Linked DNA regions of Mus musculus: regions 1 and 3 are each linked to region 2. A link is a contact called in public ChIA-PET and Micro-C data. All regions are on one chromosome and are shown on one strand. Each heading gives the region's core, a stretch centred on a gene start, on an enhancer-like site or on the middle of the called end of the contact. The rest is flanking DNA. Distances are from core to core; before and after follow the strand shown.

The links. A called contact is a pair of places that touch in the nucleus more often than the background predicts. ChIA-PET counts read pairs in DNA pulled down with a chosen protein or histone mark.
Region 1: a Micro-C map of the G1E-ER4 cell line shows a contact between it and region 2, with 2.5 times the contacts expected there. The contact joins the enhancer-like site here to the promoter of Prkar1a in region 2. A contact is called at or near these places in 11 of 39 promoter capture datasets (the 3T3-L1 cell line, the C10 cell line, the HPC-7 cell line and 5 more), 1 of 15 datasets of contacts at CTCF or cohesin (pro-B cells), 8 of 484 Hi-C or Micro-C datasets (B cells, CD4 T cells, CD8 T cells and 5 more), 25 of 115 datasets of contacts at active chromatin or transcription factors (the 230-238 cell line, DN3 thymocytes, the SCID.adh cell line and 18 more) and 4 of 9 other capture datasets (adipose tissue, embryonic stem cells, liver and 1 more).
Region 3: a contact with region 2 is called in an RNA polymerase II ChIA-PET map of memory CD8 T cells, with 840 read pairs. The contact joins the enhancer-like site here to the promoter of Prkar1a in region 2. A contact is called at or near these places in 14 of 39 promoter capture datasets (the 3T3-L1 cell line, 3T3-L1-derived adipocytes, the C10 cell line and 6 more), 7 of 15 datasets of contacts at CTCF or cohesin (CD8 T cells, the NIH/3T3 cell line, embryonic stem cells and 2 more), 93 of 484 Hi-C or Micro-C datasets (the 3T3-L1 cell line, 3T3-L1-derived adipocytes, the AML12 cell line and 60 more), 50 of 115 datasets of contacts at active chromatin or transcription factors (the 230-238 cell line, CD8 T cells, the HPC-7 cell line and 34 more) and 4 of 9 other capture datasets (adipose tissue, liver, macrophages and 1 more).

What each region holds. Positions count from the first base shown.
Region 1 is chr11:109,442,257-109,446,848 of GRCm38.p6, forward strand. The region is part of intron 1 of Gm45916 (predicted gene, 45916); the gene reads left to right. Among named protein-coding and RNA genes, the nearest start is that of Gm45916, 4.5 kb to the left of the region's middle. Within about 2 kb of position 2,560, at least 8 of the 459 cell types and tissues checked have an H3K27ac peak or open chromatin away from gene starts, as enhancers often do. A contact at or near this core is called in the G1E-ER4 cell line and heart atrium, where this site is marked.
Region 2 is chr11:109,647,544-109,652,315 of GRCm38.p6, forward strand. Prkar1a (protein kinase, cAMP dependent regulatory, type I, alpha) reads left to right here and starts at 3,406. Exons shown (of 11, transcript NM_001373913.1): 1 at 3,406-3,530.
Region 3 is chr11:109,858,958-109,863,598 of GRCm38.p6, forward strand. No RefSeq gene overlaps it. Among named protein-coding and RNA genes, the nearest start is that of 1700023C21Rik, 15 kb to the left of the region's middle. Within about 2 kb of position 1,839, at least 229 of the 459 cell types and tissues checked have an H3K27ac peak or open chromatin away from gene starts, as enhancers often do. A contact at or near this core is called in the 230-238 cell line, 3T3-L1-derived adipocytes, B cells and 47 more, where this site is marked.

The DNA.
Region 1 (4,592 bases), core at 1,310-3,809, 210 kb before region 2:
TATATATATATGATTTTGAGAGCAAATCTAAAGCAAAGAAAAGGGGTCACAGTGGCAAAGTTGAAGATGCCCTAACTTAGCAGATGTGGATTTAAGCCTGCAACAGCTGAGTAAACCTGTGACATTTAAACCAGTGGCAAAACCCAGCCCCAATTCGGGTTGTTCAAGTGTCAAGTTCCGTGTTGCTTTCAGATGTGACCGACCTATGGAAGTAAAAGCCTGACAGCCAGAAACCACTGCTTTTCCAGATTGTTTATAAAGGGGCTTATGAGATTAAACTTTCTTTCAACTTCTTTTCTAATCAAGGAGCCATCTGGGGTTGGTTAAAAAAAAGTCAGAGGACTCAGTCTGTGGGCTTCTCACTTTGCAGGGGCTGGGGGCGGGGATGTGGTGTCAGGAAAGTGCTTGCTATCAACTGAGGCGTTTTAGAAAGGAAACTGGGCTGACAAGATGGCCTAGTGGGTGAAAGAGCTTGTTGCCAATGTAGAGCATTCTGTCCCTGGGTTAACCTCTGGTTTCGATCCATGTGTCCATGCGCAGTGGTACAATACACACATACACACGTATGTGTGTGTGTGTGTGTGTGTGTGTGTGTATGCTATATATATATATATATATATATATATATATATATATATATATATATATATATATAATTTATATGAGTACACTGTAGCTCTTTTGGGACATACCAGAAGAGGGCATCAGATTCCACTACAGATGGTTGTGAGCCACCATGTGGTTGCTGGGAATTGAACTCAGGACCTCTGGAAGAGCAGTCACTGCCCCTAACCACTGAACCATCTCTCCAGCTCCCATAACAAATATATATTAATGAACCATCACACACATGAAGTGAATTATGTGCTGTGGATATCTCTCAGTGGTAAGAGTACACGTCTAACATTTGTGAAACCCTTGGGTTTCATCCCCGGCACTATAAAAATGAGAGAGAGAGAGAGAGAGAGAGAGAGAGAGAGAGAGAGAGAGAGAGAGAGAGAGAGAGAGGCCAAGATGTTATTTGTTCCTATGCAGTTCTGGAGACTGAGCACAGGCCTCTTTCTACCACAGAGCCACATACCTATCCAGCCCAGATGTGCATTGTAAAACAGCCAGTAGAAAGGGCTCAGAAGGCTGTCAACACAAAGACATGAAATGTATGCGATGATAGCTATGCCAACTATAATTTGACCTCACTACCCAGTGTATGTGTGTACTGAAATGTCACCCTGAGCTGCAGAACTATGTACAGTTTCCGTGTATTAGTGAATATCTGTTGGGCTCCAGGCATGCGTCTATACACCCGAAACTCCAGGACTTATGAAGCTATAGCAGAAGAATTGTAAATTTAAGCATAGGTGGGACTCTTATCTAGAAAGCTCTGGGCCATTTTGGGCTTCATGGCTGTGGGGCCAAGGTGGGTGGAGGTGCACACACAGATAGGAAACAGACTGAGTTAAAACTAAATCTGCATGGGTAAGATATTAATCTTACAGCCGTCCATTTGCAGACCTACATGGCATTCATTTTTTTTTTTTCCATCTTCTGTCTTTGGGCTCTGCTCATTGATCAAGGCTTGTCCCTTTCAGCCAACAGACCATACAGTATGCCCACGATGGGCACTTGGAACCCCATCTTCCGGTCTTGGAATAACAGTGGTTTCTGTGCACAGTGTGTTCAGCCTCCAGGGGCTCACCAAGCACTTTATGCTAGCACCGGATTCTCAAGCTATCATTGTAAATAGATACCACTTTATTTACTTATGAATGCTCTATCTGCACATATGCCTGCAGGCCAGAAGAGGGCATCGGATCCCATTATAGATGGTTGTGAGCCACCATTAGGTTGCTGAGGATTGAACTCAGGACCTCTGGAAGAGCAAGCAGTGCTCTTAACTGCTGAGCCATCTCTCCAGACCCTAGATACCATTTTTAAAAACTCATATAACAAAGGGGTTTGTCAATCAGTGAAAGATAATAAACCTCACTCATTCACATGGTTTAGTCTCTTAATAATGTTTTAATACCAGGGGCTATGTGCTAGGTCTTGTCAAACCCTTCAGGATATAGCAGAGACAAAAAAAGAAAAGTCTTCCCTAGTGTTTTTTTAGAGGAAGAGAGAGAAAGTAGAGGAAGAAACCAATGCTCTTATGGTATAGTCAGAGTAAAAGAATAGAAGCAAATTGGGGGTTGAGCCAGGGTCTCACGTGGTCCAGGAAACCTCGAACTTGCTGTAGTCAAGGATGGCCTTAACTCTTCGCCCTACACGAATGTACCATCACGTCTGGTTTTATGCAACACTGGGGATTGAACTCTGGGCTTCCTGCATGCTAGGTGAGCCTCATACCAACTGAGCCATGCCCCCCAGTCCCAAATATCCTTTTTAACAGGACAGTTAGGAATGCCTCCTTAGGGCTGAAATTTGGAATCAAGCAAATTAAAAGGATATAGCATATTCATACTGAAGGGAGAGATGGCTCAGTGGACACATGGCGGCTCCCAACCCTCTGTAACTCCAGGAACAGAGAGTCCGATACCCTCTTCTGGCCTCTTCGGGCACTGCATGTATGTGGTGCACGGGCGTACGTGCAGTTTAAACACCCCAGGAAACAAGGAGTGGGGATGGGGGAATTGATCAGTGGTCGGCATAGTTGTACCAGAGGAGAAAGTAATAGCACCATGTGGCTTATCTAGGGTTCATCCTTGAAGAGTTGTGGTTAGTGTGTGCTCTGAAAGGATCACTATGGCTGCTGTGTGGGAATTTTAGGAGGTGTCAGGGTGTTGCTGGAAGATCATTGTTATAATGCAGTTGAGATGACCTTAGCTTGGCTCAGAGAGAGAAGCAGGGATGGCAATTCAGTCGGATCCTGGATATATTTAGAAAGAAGAGCCAGGTGTCAGGGCAACAAGCCTGTAATCCCGGGGCTTAGGAGGCAGAGGCGAGGGGATTAGTTCAAGGTCATCCTTGCCTCGTAGCAAGTTTGAGGCTACCCTGAGCTACGTGGACCTTGTCTCAATAACACCTCCCAGAGAAATAAAACCACAAGCAAACAGACAGACAGACAGACAGACAGACAGTAGTCCTGATGGGATTTGCAGACAGCATAGGTTGGCGTAGTTTAGAAGAGGGGTCAGAGTGAGCTCACTGTGCTGTGGGTACTACACAGCAGGAGTTCATTCACAAAGACAGGACTAACAGTCAGGGGAGAGGAGGGACTTCATCTTTGATCCTAAGGAAAAAAGTTGCTAGGGTCCTTAACCTGTTTGTCTTCCTGAGTGGCAGGAAAGGTGAATATATGTGACACACACGCATGGCCCGGGTTGTGTTCGCTCTCAATACTCGTTGGCGATACGTTCTGGGGCGCCAGACTTGCTGTCTAAATTCCCCTGGAAGGGATCCAAGTGCACTGACGTCATTTGAATCTGGCTTTTAATGCATAGGGTTTTTGTTTGTTTTGTTTTTTGTTTTTGCATGAAAACTCAAACTGTTAGCCTTGTGTGGTTAGAATCATTATAAAAATGAACACCAGGGGGACCTAGTGTGCCTTGGTGGCTGGCCCACCTATTGGATATGGCAGACCTGTGTTAGAGACACATCTGTAGAGGACAGCCGCCCAATCCTCTGTGTTCTGTGTATCTCGAGGAGTGGCGCAGCCTGTAATGTGTTAGAATTGCCTTCGTATGAGCTGGGTTTGATGACTGTTTAAAGCTTCAAAGCAGTGGCTTCTAATCACGGGATGGCTTATCAATGAACTCCAGAATGTGGGAGCTTTTAAAAGTAAGAATCATGCCGGACATGGTAGTACTGGTCTGTAACCCTGGCACTTGAGAGATGGAGGCAGGAGGATCCGAAGTTCAAGGCTGTCCTTGGCTGGATAGTGAGTTCAAGGCCATCCCAGACAAGTCAGAGGGAGGGAGAGAGGGAGGGAGGGAGGGAGGAAGAGAGAAACTGAATTCTGATGATTTTGATTTTTAGTTTATTTTGGACAGAATACAGAATCTATGTGTAATATATACCTGGAAGCGACTTGAATTTAGCCGATTGAAACTCAGACTTGCGATGTATTTTCCATTTGATCCCCAGATATAATAATGTCCTGAAGCTATGTACTGCTGGGAGTGAAAACGATAACTCTGTGTGCTGGGACCACGGCTCACTTGGTAGAGTACCTGCCTAGCATACACCAGGCCTTGGGTTTAATCCCCAACACTCCCTAAAACTGGGCACAGTAACTATGTCTATAACCCCAGCACTGATGTGGCAGCTGGAGAATCAAAAGGTTAAGGTTATCCCCTGCTATATAGGCAGTCGAAGACTAGCCTGGGCTATATAAGACCCTGCTTCAAAAAAAAAAAAGAGATAAATTGCTAAAGGGTTTGGAAACATAGTATAAACACACACATTTGTCTCAAAAGGGCACATAACCTTAGCAACTAGACAGAGGCACACATCCTACCTTTGTACAGAAAGGACATGGTCTAAATACAAGGACAGAAAGTAATGAGCTGAAGAGAGTCATCATGGAAAAAAAAATCAGTTAATTAATGCATTGGCAACTGCCTGATCTTGCCTGACTTTCACACCTATGATCT
Region 2 (4,772 bases), core at 2,156-4,655:
TACCTCATATATTGAGAGTCTGTTGCTTGCTCAGAGACCTTACTGATTTAACTAGTCCATGGAGTCAGAATTCCAGGGATGAAGCCGGGCGTGGTGGCGCACGCCTTTAATCCCAGCACTCGGGAGGCAGAGGCAGGAGGATTTCTGAGTTCAAGGCCAGCCTGGTCTACAAAGTGAGTTCCAGGACAGCCAGGGCTTTACAGAGAAACCCTGTCTCGAAAAAAAAAAACCAAAAAAAAAAAAAACCAAACAAACAAAAAACAGAATTCCAGGGATGGATCTCCTGTCTCTGCTTCTTGAGCCACAGGGTTACAGGTGCACTATTGAGCCAACCCAGCATTTAAATGGGAGCTGAGGCTAAAAAAATCTGGTTGCCACTCTTGTGGGGCAAGCACTTTACCCACGGAGCCATCTCCCCAGCCCATATCCTTTAAAAAGAAAGATTATTATTATTATTATTATTATTATTTTATTTTATTTTTAGGTGTATGTGTGAGTGCCTATATGCTTGAATGCACACAACGTGTGTGCCCAAGGTCTCCCATACATGCATCTTACCTGAGGAGACCAGAAGTGTCAGATCCAACAGAATTACAGGAGATTGTGAGCTGAAATGTGCATGCTCAGAAATGACCCCAGATCCTCTGCAAGAAGAGCAAGCAATTTTAACTGCGGAGACACCTCTCTAGGTTCTCATATTCCATTTTTTATGTGTGTGTGCACTATGGTTTTCCTCTGCTTTTGCTTATTACATGTCCCAGGGAAATTATTTTTGCAATTGTTCTACAAAATTGTGATAGCAATTGTGGGATTCTGTTTTCAAAGAATAAAATTTACTTACAAACTTACTGTCTTAGAAATGTTAGCTTCTCAAGGGCACAGGTTGAAAGTAAATGACAGCTTTCGAGTCTAGGGCAGGGGGTCTCTGGGGAGGGGAAATCTTAACAGTCCTGACAACTGTTATTTCTGCCGTGTAATAGACGGGTTGGTATTCTCAGAGTGGCCAAGTGGCACTGTGAGCACATGTGCACCCTTTGGAAAGCCCGGAGGCTGTTGGATTTTCACAACAGCTGTCTTGACAAACCCTGCCGGGCTCAACTATCCATTGGCCATGTCCCTTTTTGTCTTCTAAAGCCCTAGCATATGAGAATCTGGCAGCCAGAACGAGGCTGATTGTGGCTGACACAGGAAATGGTGGTGGCTGGACTGATGCCTGCATGCAGCTGAATGGGGGACACACAGCCAGGTCTTAGCAGGGAAGCAGCTGTCACTCCAAACATCAGGCTCCATGTCACCAGCTTGCTCGTTTCCTTTTTCTAACCTGGCTTCTTTGGCTGCCTTGGAAAGGTAACACTAAGGTCGGACACCAAAATCACTCACACTTAATCTTACCCTTAGGAAGGCAGAGGAATAGGAAGAAAACTCTCATTTAATGTTTCCTACATCGTGTGGGGGACACTGTGTGTTTGTGTTTGGGGGGGTGGGTGCATGCTTCAAAGGAGGTCAATCTACAATCACTGCCTGGGTTTGACCCACACACGCTATGGCCACTCAACCTCTTGTGTCATGCTCTTTCCAAAACGATAACATCATGGAATGATTATCTGTCTGAAGCATCTAGGGCAGTTTACACATGAGGTAGGTGCTCTACGATTGTTTGCTTTTATTCGTCAGTGTTAATACAGTCCCAGTTATCCCTTCGAGATGCAGGAAAATGAAGCTCCAGGAGATTAAGTTCCTCACAGGAGATGGCAAAGCATGAAAACAAACAGATTTATCTGCAGTGGGTGGTTTTGTTTTTTTTCCTTCCTTTCTTCAGAACACGACCGGGCATGCTCAGTGCTATCCAGTTCCCTCTCCCGTTTGCCAGCTTAGGGCTGGGTTTATCAGCACTGGAGAGGGGGAAAGCCTGCATGATGGCGACTCGGTCTTTAATCTTCCACTCTACCCATCTCTGGAAAAGAAGCCATTGATCAACATCCTGGTGAGAGGCTGCAGAGGGAGCGGCTTCCTTCTCTTCCCCCTTCCTTCCTCTGACTACTAGGGGGGGTAATCATAACTAATGTTCAGAGCCCTTATCATAGTCTGGGTATTCCAAGACAAAGTCAGGCTTAAAAAGGTGAAATTTACAAACACCACTTAACCCAAATATCTTAACTGGGGATCACTGTGAAAATTATGCAGGAGATATTGTAACCTTTTTTGGTACTAAGTGTTAAATCCGTGATATTTTCTACGCACATTGCCCTAGCACATACACGATGAGGCTGTCAACACCTTGCAGCTACTCAGAACCACACACTGCAGGGGCCTATTTTATTTATGTATTTATTTAGGCCCACTTTATTTATTTAATTCATATGCCTAAAATTGTGTCCCTTGCTTTCATTTTCACATACTTAAGGGGAAAGTTGACTGAAGGAATAATGAAGTCGCCTTTTCTCTTGTTTTCTCATGCAGCTCAGATTTCTTGCTTGGTCAATGATTTGATCTGCCCATCTGTCTGTACTGCCCATGACGCAGTCTGGCATAATAGGAGGCTAGGGCATTATCAGGACTCCGGGCTCCTCTTGGAAGTCTCCCTACATCTGGTGCTTCTGTAGGCACGGTAGGGCCTCCATTGATGACAGCTCACTTGTGGAGACAGTAGTCAGATTAGCCAAGCAGAGGCTTGATAGGGGCTCAGATTTCCTGGACCGGATGACAGGCCCGAGTCCGGAACCCCGGGTATTGCGGGGGTCTACACAGGATGCGCGCTCTGTCCATCAGGAGCATCTCAGCATCCGCTTGCGCTCAGCTGTGGTAGATCCGCTAGGGCCTCCTCCTCTTCCAACAGCAGGGATCTCCTTGTCCGCCCAGCGTCCTGTAACCCCATCCCCCTCCCTGCCGTCCCATAGCACCCAGGGCGGAGTCGCCCACCTGTCACCGAATCGTCCCACGTGGGTCTGCGGTAGGAGGGTCGAAGGGAGGGAGAAAAGACAGAGGCGTGGAGGGAGGCAGACGCAAGAGCCACCGAGGAACCGAGGAGAGGCTGAGATCTCCGAACAGCTAAACAATCTAGAGGACCCCCCACCACACCTGGTAAGGAAGGGACAATAAAGGAGACAGAAACGGGTTAGCAGAAAGAGAAGGAAAAAGATGAGAGCGATGAAGGGGCTACGTATACGCGACAAGATAAAGATGGAGAGGTGCCCTGCAAGAGAACGGTTCTAGCTAGATGACGACGGGCTAAGGGTAGGGGGTGGGAGTAGCCGGTGGTGGGCTTGAGGGGGGTGGGGATGGGGTTGGAGGAGGATCCTAGGCGTCTGCGCCTTTAAGGTTGCCAAGGCAACCGCCCTGGCCAGAGCGAGGCGCATTGACGTCAGCAGCCGAACGCTGATTGGCCGCGGTCGGCTGGTTTCCGGTGGAGCCGTCGCCGAGCCGCTATCGCAGAGTGGTAGTGAGGCTGCGAGCTGAGCCCGCTGGACGCTCGGTCACCCCGGCCGCCTCGCCCTGCGTTAGCCCCTGCTCGTGCCGCCGCCCGCCCTCAGGTGAGTGCGGGCCCGAGGCCTGACCGGGGAGTCGCCGGCCGCGGCGCTCCGCTGCGCGTCCCTGAAGGCGCGGGAGCGAGCCAAGATGGCGCCCCGGGGAGCGCGCTGCGGGGGGACGGCCGCACCCCCTGCGCCTCCGAGGCGGCCTCGGGGCCTGTCGCAGGCCTCGCACTGTCCCCCGGGGTCCGCCCTTGCACCGTTCCCCGCGGGGCCGTAGGCCGCCCCTGCCCCCCGCCGTTCCGCCCCCGTCCTGAGTGTCTCCGGGTCCCCGGTCCTGCGCTGCCCTCGGCTCCCCGGCCGCCTCCGCCCCCGCGCGCCGCGGCCTCGGCGCCCGTCCTCCCTCCCCCACTTCCTGAAGGACAAGAGCTCGGTATTTTTTTTTTTTTTTTAAACCGGAATCCGCCATGGCTTTTCGGTCTTAGCCTCGCCACTCGGCTGTAGTCTTCATCTCTGCCCAGTCGTTTCTTCTGCCCTGGCTTCCCCCCTCCTCTTCGCGGGCTCGTCTCCCTCCACCCCTCCGCTCGGTGATTTCAGCCTAGCTCCATTTCCCTTTGTCCCCCTAACACTTCTCGTCCTTTCCAGCCCCCACCACCGCCCACCCCAGCCTCCCCAGGCCTCCCGCTCCGCTCCACTCCACGTCTGCGGCCTCCTGCCTGGTGGGGGATGAGGGGCCGTCTTGCTGCTCTCAGTGATCATGACCGTGGCCTAAGTGAAGTGAAGGGCACTTTCCTGCCCTCCCTCGTGAAAATACGCGGCGCCCGTTAACCCTTAACTCCAGCCCAGAGCGGGTGTGGGGACAGCCGATGACTTGAGGGAGCCAGGATAGATAGGTTTCTTGAGCAGAGAAATGAAGGCTCGCATTTAGATGATGACCCCCACCCCACCCCCCAGGCTGTGTTAGTGTTACTTGGCATCCTTTAGATGTGGGCCCTGTCAGCAACAGGCTCCCAAAGGCGGTTTAAATATGTCCTCCAGTATAGTCCTTCTGAAAGCAAGAGTGTCATCAGAACCGAATTTCCTCAAGAATCCCCCTTCTTACGAATACTCGATGCAGTGATGATGGTTTTAGTGTTTGTTTTGGAGAGAAGCTAAGTTGTGGGGTTTTTAAAAAGTAAATACAAACGTGGAACCAAGACATACCCGATTAAAAATCCTAAGGCCATAAAATTAGATTATTTGGCGTTTCACATGATGACTGGTGTTTGTATTTTCTTTACCAGTGCCTGCCTTTTGGTCTTTGTA
Region 3 (4,641 bases), core at 589-3,088, 210 kb after region 2:
AGCAATAAATCCTTTACCTAGTCACTAGTCATCTCTGTTAGCAACAAGTATCAATAGGTCCAGAGGCCTGCAGCTTCTGCCCTCAGAGTAACTTAAAATCAAGATAGGTAAATGCTATTATAGAAAGCAACCCTACTCTCTCGCAAGATCAAGTCTTGCCCCTGCCAACACTCTCCAGCACCACACACCTCACTACCTTCAAGAGAGAACCAGAGCTCCAGAGCTGGCCCCCAGAACATATATATGCATGTATATATGTGTGCATATGAGCATATGCATATGCATGTGTGTGTGCATGAATATATATGCCTTTGTGTGTGTATGTGTGTGCCCTTGCACGCCGGTGTTTGACATCAAATGTGTTCCTTTTAACCTTTAATCTTCCCTACCTTTAGAAAACACAATACTTTTATTTCTTTTGTGAGAATCCATCCATGCATACAATGTATTTTGATCACCCTTCACTCCTTCCCCTAACTCTTCCCAAGTTCTTGTTTTTAGCCACTGGTTGCAGTTTGAGCTGCCCACATACTCATGGGTATGGGCAATCCACTGGAACTTAGGCAACCTCTCAGAGGCCACACCCTTAAAGAAAAATGGAGTCTGTCACTCCCAGAAGCCATCTATTGCCCATGCTCCTTAGTAAGTGGTAGGCTTGTGAGTCCCTCCATGCTGCAATGCTGACTGTCGTGGTCCTGTGCAGGTCTTGTACAGGCAACCACAGCTGCTGTGAGTTCACCAGTGCAGTGGTCCTACCGTGTCCGGAACACACATTTGCTCCGGTCCTCCCTGACCTCTGGCTTTGATTCTTCCAAAATATTCCTTTATGACTGATGTAGCAAGATGCCTATGAGTCCACCTTAGTATTTGAAAAAGGGTCTCTAACTGAGCCTGAAAGTCACTGTTCCAACCAAACTGGCTGGTTAGTAAGATCCAGGGATCTTCTCATCTGTACCCCCCCGCACCCCCCCCCCCCGAGAATCATGGGCCATGCCAATTCAATGCCCAGCTTACATGGGTGCTGGAGAATCCGAACTCAGGTGCGCATGAGGAACACCAAGTGCTTCACCCACTAAGCCACGCCTTCAGCCCCAGAAGCCATGGCTTCTAACTCTGGCATTGACCTTACTCCTGTATCTGGTTCTGTTTGTTTCCTCATTAAAAGCAGAAATGTAAAAACCTGAAGGCATTTTAAACCGTTCATACTGAGATCACGTGACTTAGAGAAACCCATGAATTAAGACGTTTTGAGACCTGTGGCTAAGTTCGGGGCTTAAATGACAGGGTAGAGTTCTGACGGCCAGCAGATAAACCAAACGGTTGCACAGAGGCACAGACAGATCCTGTCCCCCAAAGGATTGTGGGCAGCAGACATCCTGGGCGCAGCCTGAGTCATATCCGGTGTGCAAAAACATGCAAGTAAGCAGGCTACAGATCTTGGGTTTGGGCGACCTCAGTCTTTAGAGCAACCTCGATGATCGAGAAAGAAAGAAAACACAGCAAGGCACAGCTGTCTTTTACTGTAGGGAGAATTAGAGAAATGGGATAGTCAAACTTCGACAATGACACCCCCCCCCCCCACGCCCTTTCCTGCTGGCCCAGGGGTTTCCCATTTCCCTGGAGGAATTTGTGGGACTACTTTTAGCTTCTGCAAGGGAGGCGGCGTCTGAACAGGGACTTTTCTAGACCACAAAGACTGTAAACTTGCCTTTACTGGCCCTCAGCAATCTTCTTGGCTTAAATTGTATGCCTCTGCAGCTGCTTATTCATTGCTAGCTTTGAAAACCCCTGCAAACACGGCTCTGGATCCGATCTTTTCTCCAGAGAACCTGGCTCGCTGGGATAGAGCAGGAGCGCCACCGTGTGGCTGTGTGATTACTGCCGATTCTTTTTGGATGAGATAGGATGATGGGACTGGCTCATTTTTGTTACAAGGAAAGCAGGGCATCAGGGCCTAAGTGGGTCTGTGGCATCCCAAGATGATTTTAGTAGGATGTTGGTACATCACTTAGGGATCTCCAGAGAAGCAACTCATGCATATGTGGGTAGTAGCAAGCATGAAACTAGTGGGATGGGCTGGCCGACTGCAATAAGCAAAACTAGGGTTACAGCTCTTATCTATGTATCCTATCCTGTCTGTCCATCTGTCTGTCCTATTTATTGTGGATTTTTACATTTATCTTTATTTTTACATATTCACAGGTGTGTGTGTGTGTGTGTGTGTGTGTGTGTGTGTGTGTGTACAGGTGCCCACGAAGGCCCAGAGCTGGAGTTGCAGGTGGTTTTAAGTCAGCCGACATGGATGCTGGAAATCAAATTCAGGCACACAAGAGAGCAGCATGCTCTCACAACCACTGAGACATCTCTTCAGTCCCTAGGGTTACCGTTTTGAAGCAATACCACTTTGTAAAGAGCACTTCATGTCAAGTGGGTTTTCCCAGCATCAGTTATGAAGCCACTGGAGAACAAGTCACTGGAGTTTTATAGCAGGAGGGATAAGATGTACTAATGATGTAACAGACATTGATATGTCTTTCTTTTTTATTTTTTGCACAAACCCATTAGACTTGAATGAAGGGCTCAGCTCATCAGAGACTTTCCCATGGAACTCACATGTGCATCTTCTTTGGTTTGAAACAGGTGGTCCTATATGCATTACTTCCTTTGCTCTTTGCTGTGGCTAAATACTTGGAGAAACAAAAGCTCCTTTCTTTTATTTTAGGTCACTGTTTCAGAGGGTTCATCCTGGCTTTTAGCCTCACATGCTTGGGTAGAATATTATCCTGGGGGGGGGGGGCTCAGTGGAGGCTGTTCTTTGATTCTTAGCAGACAGGAAACACAGCTAAGGGGATTTTTTTTTTGGGGGGGGGGACTGGCATATGTAATTGTGGCATAAGCCATGAAGCTTGGCAACCAAGTAAGGTTTTTTTTTTTTTTTGAGGATGGCCCACCACTTTGCATGGCTGTGACAGGTGAGCTCTGACAGGCATGGACCCCAGAGACGTCATCCCAGGATTGCTTCTCACCGATGTTATGACTTTCCCATCACTATTACATAGCCCAATGATTCCTGGGCACCAGCCCACCCAATTGGGCAAATTTCCTGCAGATCAACATGAAGATGAACTTTCATAAATTAGTGCTGTTTAGATGAATTAATGACTTTATAGAATTCCTGGTTTGATTCAAATAATTTTAGGAAGAAAGTTTAAGGAGACGGTTTTAGTCGTTTTGCCAGAAAGATGTAATATAGTTAGAATCAAGAATAGAATGTACCCACTCCTCATAGAATAGTAAAGGCTGCATAATTAGGAACACAATGAGCTTTCATAAATTACAGGAAAAAAAAGAGAAACAGGCTTGGGGCAGAATTGTGATCAAGGAAAAACATTCATTCTAGGTCAGGTGCAAGGATGAAGCCACAGGTATGCACCATGATAGAGCAAGGCCATGGGAAACTGTTGCTTTGAACTTATAATGAGCTTATAGAATGTAACACTGCTTTGAACTTACTACGGACATCCTTCTGTAACTCCTTTTTGTGTAACATTTTATCTGTGGGCTAATTTTATAAAGAACTTTTGTCTAAGGAGTTATAAAAAGGCTGAGAGGGAAAAAAATAGTGTGGCTGTTGTGGCTTTGCTCCATTCGCCAAATGTACATATCTGTAAATATGTGTGTGTATGTATGTGTCTGCATGTACACACATATGTAGGTATATGTGCATGTATGTAACTATGCATGTGCATTTGTGAAATTGATGAAACTGATGGTTTTGTGTGTGTGTGTGTGTGTGTGTGTGTGTGTGTGTGCGCGCGCGGGTGGGCATGGCTTACTTTTTATCCTATTTCTTTCTCTCTGGCTCATGAAGGGTTACTGAGCTCCTTGGAGCCTCTCAGGCCAGTCAGAGACGCCCCAGTCAAAGAGTAAAGAGCCCAAGTAACTAAGTTTCTTTTCTTAATCCCTTGCGGCCATCAGCAGGAGTTAATTGCCAGAAGCCATCAGCTTCTTCCCCGCCCCCCCCCCCCACCCCAAAGTAAGAGAAAGTAAATGGCCTGAGGTTATCAGCCTCTGGTCCACCTACTCACTACTCCACCTCAGTGCCTGAATGTTAGGATGGGACCCGAACACAAGTGGAGGCTGTGAAGTCCAACAATGGCTGTCTGTACCCTAGAGAGGCAGAGAAGATGGAAGCCTCAGGCGGCCAGTGAAGACGCCCACTCAGATGCTGATGGGAGAAGTCACTAGTGAGACTCAGAGACCATCGAAGCTGGAGTCAGCTTTCCAATGGTGATGGAAGCAATCACAGATCACCGCCCCCCCCCCCCCCAAGAACGATGCCTTCACATGCTGGCTGTCATCTTCCTCTTCTTCATCCCTACCTGTTGGGTAGTGCTGTCCACAGCCAGGGAGGGTCTTTCTCTCTCAGTTATCAGTCCACGTGTCAATCCTGTTTGCAGATTCTCTCCAGACATACTCATTGGCCTCTCTAGGTCCTGTCAAATGAACTGCTTGTGAGATGGCTCAGCAGTGAAAAGTACCTGACACATAAGCCTAATGATCTCTGGCGCCCCTAGTGGCAGGAAAGAACAGACTCCTGAAAGTTGTCCCCTGAGCTCCACACTTATGCCATGGAATATG